Regions from separate parts of the Sus scrofa genome. Here region 2 is linked to region 1. Evidence: chromatin contacts called from public Hi-C data. All regions are on one chromosome and are shown on one strand. Each heading gives the region's core, a stretch centred on a gene start, on an enhancer-like site or on the middle of the called end of the contact. The rest is flanking DNA. Distances are from core to core; before and after follow the strand shown.

The links. A called contact is a pair of places that touch in the nucleus more often than the background predicts.
Region 2: a contact with region 1 is called in a Hi-C map of subcutaneous adipose tissue, with 4 times the contacts expected there. The contact joins two enhancer-like sites. A contact is called at or near these places in 2 of 5 promoter capture datasets (fetal liver and liver), 30 of 47 Hi-C or Micro-C datasets (adipose tissue, alveolar macrophages, blood and 15 more) and 2 of 2 datasets of contacts at active chromatin or transcription factors (alveolar macrophages and skeletal muscle).

Annotation. Positions count from the first base shown.
Region 1 is chr6:43,031,807-43,034,506 of Sscrofa11.1, forward strand. No RefSeq gene overlaps it. Among named protein-coding and RNA genes, the nearest start is that of SLC7A10, 16 kb to the left of the region's middle. Within about 2 kb of position 1,260, at least 9 of the 83 cell types and tissues checked have an H3K27ac peak or open chromatin away from gene starts, as enhancers often do. A contact at or near this core is called in retroperitoneal adipose tissue and subcutaneous adipose tissue, where this site is marked.
Region 2 is chr6:43,189,455-43,192,154 of Sscrofa11.1, forward strand. The region is part of intron 11 of PEPD (xaa-Pro dipeptidase); the gene reads right to left. Among named protein-coding and RNA genes, the nearest start is that of CEBPG, 26 kb to the left of the region's middle. Within about 2 kb of position 1,372, at least 14 of the 83 cell types and tissues checked have an H3K27ac peak or open chromatin away from gene starts, as enhancers often do. A contact at or near this core is called in retroperitoneal adipose tissue and subcutaneous adipose tissue, where this site is marked.

The DNA.
Region 1 (2,700 bases), core at 10-2,509:
TCCATGTGGAGCTGGGGCTGAGGTCAAGCATGGGGAGGCAGAGGGGATCCCTTAGGGGGTCTTAGCCTCCAGCCCCCCATCTGGCATCTCCCGCTGAGGAGCTGGAACTTCTCTAGGGTCCCTGGGGCCTGGAGCACTGGGCACAGGCTACGGCCAAAGGCATCCAGGGCTGGCCTCCCCCAAGGCTGCCCATCCCTGAGCCAGGTTCACACCAGGCAAGCAGGTGAGGGCTCTGGGCAGAGCTGGGCAAGGCTACAACCAACCTTACCTGGCCATCTCTCTCTTGTCCCCTGGCTTCTGGGATACCTCCTCTGGGCAGTGCAGGGATTTGAGGTCAGGTGATTGAGAGAGGGGGGTGAATGGGGCCCCGCTGGCAGAGGTGAGGGGTGCCTGGGCTCTGGGAGGTTACAGGAGGTCACGGCCCTGATGCCATGCAGCCTAGAACTTAGGCGCCAGCAACTCCTGTCTCATCAACTCCTGCCAGGCCTCAGTCCCCCCGACCTGGGAAACAGGGAAAGTGACTTTGCCCTTCGGCTGTTGCCGAAGGCTGGTGGCCTGCCTGAAAAGGGTCCCTCTGGATCCATGGAGTCAGGGATCCCAGGCCCCAGGCCCCGCCCAGCATTGCTGGCCCCACGTGCCCCATGCCTCCGTTGGTAGGGTCCGGGCAGCTCGCCCACCAGGCCTTTCCCCCAGTTCCCCGGGCTCCTCTCAGTGACGCAGGCAGCCTGGCCGTGGCTCAGCTGAGGTTGCTCTTGGCCAATGCAGACATGCCCCCTCCTGAGTCTGGCCTGGCTCCCAGGCCCCTTTCCCCTGCCCCGCGTCCTCAAGGGTAGCCACCCTCGTTTGTGCAGCCTCACCCATAGGCTGCTTTCTCCTGGGCTTCTGGTCCCGACCACCCTGGTGGCGACCTCCTGGGTTCTGGCTGGTTCTCGACCTTGGCCTTGGGCCACTGCCCTGCTTCGTTTTTATCAGTGGCATCTGTGGCCCAGAGAGAGGGGGTGGGCAGGGAGCCCAGAGTGTCACTGCAGCCGCCCCTCCAGGCTTCCCTCCCCAGGGTGCTAGCGGGTGCACCTGGGCGGGGGTGACAGCCCTGCAGGGGCACCGGAGGAGACCCTTTGCCTAGAGAGCCCGGGGACATCCCATGGTTCCATGTGGCTCTGTGACTGAGTGTGGGAGGGGTAAGCCTTAGAGAGGTGTGAGAGTGAGCATGTGGGTACAGCCTGGCGATGAGGATCGTGAGAATGTGAGTGGGCGAGACCCAGGGCTGGGGTGCCCTTGCCGGCGGGGGACATCCCCCGGGGAGAGGGTGCGGGGAATGGGGGAAACAGTGCATTAGGAATGCTGGCCACTAGGTGTCACCAAGAGCCCACAGGACAGAAGAAAGGCCCTGGGTGAGGGGCCAGAGCTCCACGGGCAAGGGGCACTCCCTGGTCTGTCAAGGCATCTGAGCGTCCTCTAGCTGTGCTTAGCCCATGGGGTGGCATCACCTGGCCCAAGAGGAGACATTCTCCACGGAGGCTGACCTGTCCCCACCTCCTGCCCACACAGACCCAGATCGAGGACAGAGCTAGTGACTGGTGGGGCAGTGGCACCAACTCCTGGCCCACCTGGCCCCTCCCTGACCGGATGCCCTGCTGTGGGGAGGGGGGAGGGGTTCCCACCAGCACCTCCAGGTGGGCCCCCCCCCTTTTTGCTTTTTAGGGCTGCACCTGTAGCCTATGGAAGTCCCAGGCTAGAGATCCAATTGGAGCTACAATTGGATTTGACCCCTAGCTGGATCTGAGCCGCAGCCTACACCACAGCCACAGCAACACTGGATCTGAGCCATGTCTGCAACCTACATCACAGCTCATGACATTGCCGGATCCTCAACCCACCAAGTGAGGCCAGGGATTGAACCCACAACCTCATGGTTCCTAGCCGAATTCGTTTCAGCTGCACCACAACAGGAACTCCCAGGCAGGCCCTTTGACTCAAGTCTTACTTGCACCCGCCCGCCCCTGTCCCATCCCAGGTCCAGCACAATCCCGCTCTGGTCCTCTGGGGGCCCAGTCCCCACCCTCCTGCCATGCACTCACTTGGGCAAAGCTCAGTGAGGACCAGTGTGCCAGGCGGTGGGGATCCTGTCACAAGCAAGGGGACTGTACTCCGCCCCGGGGCGCTTGCAGGCTACAGAATACTAAAGTCACCAATGAATGGAACAGAGACTTTGTGGTAGGGACTCTGTGGCACAGGACATCAATCATGGAGGAACTGGGAGGGCCATGGGAGTGGCTGTTTTGGAGGGTCCAGTGGGGAGGCTTTGTGAACAGGCAATGAGGAGGATCAGTCATGTGAATACCAGAGGGAAGAGCATTCAGGGCAGTTGGAACAGTATGTGCAAAAGTCCTGACGCAGGAACAAGCCGAACCTCTTATGAGTGAATCACCAAGGCCTCTGCTGAGGGGGGAGGGGATGCCATGATGGAGGTCAGAGGGCGGGAGGAAACAGACTACAAAGGGCCTCGGGCCATGTTGCAGTCTTCTCCCAAGGACACCGGATAGATGTGCAGAGGCCCTAGGGGGCCATCCCATCTGCAGCCAGTGGAGCCTTCCTGCCTGGATGTGGCTGAAGGGCTTGTCCTATCTGGGGCTGGTAGTGGCTGGTAAGGAGTGGATCCCTCTGCTCGAAGTGGATTCAACAGGATCCAGTCCTCCTATC
Region 2 (2,700 bases), core at 122-2,621, 160 kb after region 1:
CAACCCTGCCCACCCACCTCACCCTCCACTGGCCGAGCCTCGGGATGCACGGCGGAGGCGGCTCCCTAAGGAAGGAGCAGAGATGTCCCCAGCCCCGACCTGGCCTCTACACCGGCCCTCCGAGAGACCCTCCCAGGGCCGCCGTGCACCCAGCGTGGGGCACAGCTGCAGCTCATGAGGGGCCGCTCACCAGAGCTGGAGGGGACCTTGAGACAGACACACCCACCTGACAGAAGACGCGGGCTGAGCCGCACTGCCTGTCTCTTGCAGGCCCTGGTGTCGGAGTGAAAACCTAGCTGACAGCTCCGGGGTCCCCTTGGCCAGAGGAGAGTGGCCCTCTCCCCAGTGGGGTGGGACAGTGTGCTCTGCTTGGCCGGCCAAGCCCCCAAGTTGGGGACCTCTTGGCTCCCAGTACCCCCAGGTCACAGGGCAGGAGGCACGAATGGCAGGAGCAGAGAGTGGAAGGAAAGAAGCCCAGAGCTGGGAGTGCAAAGCGGCTGAGGCTGGATGCCGCGGGGACAGACACACGGGCCTGCTGAGTCAGGGGGATGGCCCAGCTGAGCCTGGCCTCCGGACACCCCATGACAGGGCCTGGCTGCAGGGGGGCTGGGAGGGAACGGGGGGCAGGGAGCCTCACCCCCACACCCCTGCCACCTGACTGTGTGCTCATGGCCCCTAGTCACGGGCAAGTCGAGCGAGAATCCTAGCCCGAGCTCCCTCCGTGGTAGGAGGAGACACAGTAAGTGAGGGGCTGCCGGGTCCAGGCCTGATGATGGGGGCCCCAGATGAGAGGAGTGGAGTGCAGAGACGGAGTGGCCTCCTCATCCGGTCCCACCCGGGCACGCACAGAGCAGAGGCCCACTAGCCCCCTGTCCCCTTCTTGGGGTCATAGTCAAGTCATGATGCTGATGGTGACAAAACCGACTGAGGGGCCCCAGTCCAGTGCCAGAGCTCGGGCCCCTGCCGTGTTTCAGAGCCAGATGGGGCGGAGGCGGTGGCAGCGGGCACTGCCCTCTGTGACTGGCTAGAGCCCGGCTCCCCTCCGTGCCTGGCTCCGTCCGTGTAGTGCAGTCTGAGGCCACACGAATCCTGGCAAATCTGAGCCCAGGGGCAGAGCCACGCCTCCCATGACAAGGGCCTCTCACCCAAACCCTAATTCTAATAGTAAACACAATGGCTCAACCAACATTCCAGAGGCTGCCCGTGTGCCTGTCTCTGGGGACCCCGACTCCGCGCCCTTCAAGGGGGAGCAAGCTGATGGCAGCCCCAGCGACTCCACAGAAAGATTTCTAAAGGAAAGGACGCTCTGCTGGAATCCAAAGTCCCCAGTCAGGCACTTTTTAATCTGCTGTCTTTTTTCCAATTGCAAAACACCATAAACAATGTCAACAGTGCAAAAAGCACCAGATAACAACTCAGGTGATTCTTAGGAGCGGGGGAAGAGCTTCCCTGGCACGGCAGGGGATGTCGGATTGGGTCACAGACTCCGGGGAGACCCTGCCTGGGGCAGCCCAACTTGAGGAGACCTGCCCAGGCCTTGTGTGGGAGCTGAGGACCAAACGGTGAGCGGCCCCGGGCAGACACGCCCAGGCATCCAGTCCCCAGACGCTGCAGAGGTAGAGGCACCAGGGTGTTTGGGCTGACAGCTGCCTGCAGGTGTTTACTCAGTCCTCCCTCCAGCTGGCCAGGCAGGCGGGGTGTAGCTTGGCCCTAAACCACAGGGAAACGGAGGCTTTGAACACTGGTCCAGCTAAGTCCCGAGTTGGGGGTTGGCAGTTCAGGGCCCAGGGATGGGCATCTCTGTCCTGGCTGCGGAGCTCAGCCTTCAGGGCCTCCGTGTTTCCCCTTTGAAAAGGCAGGCGGGAGTTCCCATCGTGGCTCAGTGGTTAATAAGTCCAACTAGGAACCATGAGGTTGCGGGTTCGATCCCTGGCCTCACTCAGTGGGTTAAGGATCCAGCATTGCTATGAGCTATGGTGTAGGTTGCAGATGCGGCTCGGCCTGTGTTGCTGTGGCTCTGGTGTAGGTTGGAGTCTACAGCTCCAATTAGACCCCTAGCCTGGGAACCTCCATATGCCATGAGTGCAGCCCTAGAAAAGACCAAAAAGAAAGAAAAAAAAGAAAAAGAAAATAAAATACAGACTCTACTACCACTGGGGCAGGCTGGTGTCCTCTGGGGCCGGCGTGCAGGCAGGCACCTGGAGTGGGCCCGTGGCCCAGGTTCACCCGGGGAGCAGAGCACTCCCCTTTGGGCTGCTCAGAGGCAACAAAGGAAAATGGTCTGTGGTTTGTTGATTTAGAACGTCCAGGAAGGGCCTGAGCAGACAGGACAGAGCCAAGAGTGTGGGCACAGATTCCTGGGGGGCCACCACTTCAGAGGGCGACCTGTAGCAGCACCTGGGGCAGAACATTCTATTGGACCGTGCAGATCTCCAAGAAAACCAGAAATCGTGCTCTTGAAAAAGCCGGGGAGCCCACAAGAGCGCACCAACTGCTGGAGCCATCGGGAGAGCGCCAGCAGGCCTCTTCCCCAGGGCAGACGAGATGCCTGACCAAATCCTCCCTGCTCTCCTCAAAAAAAGAAAGTGGGAAGGGGCATGCTTGGAGTTCCTCTGCCAGCCTGGCTTTCGCGCTCAGATTCTAGAAGACTTCCGCTGTATTTTTTGTTTTAAGATCATCCGCTTTCTGGAGAAGGAAGTG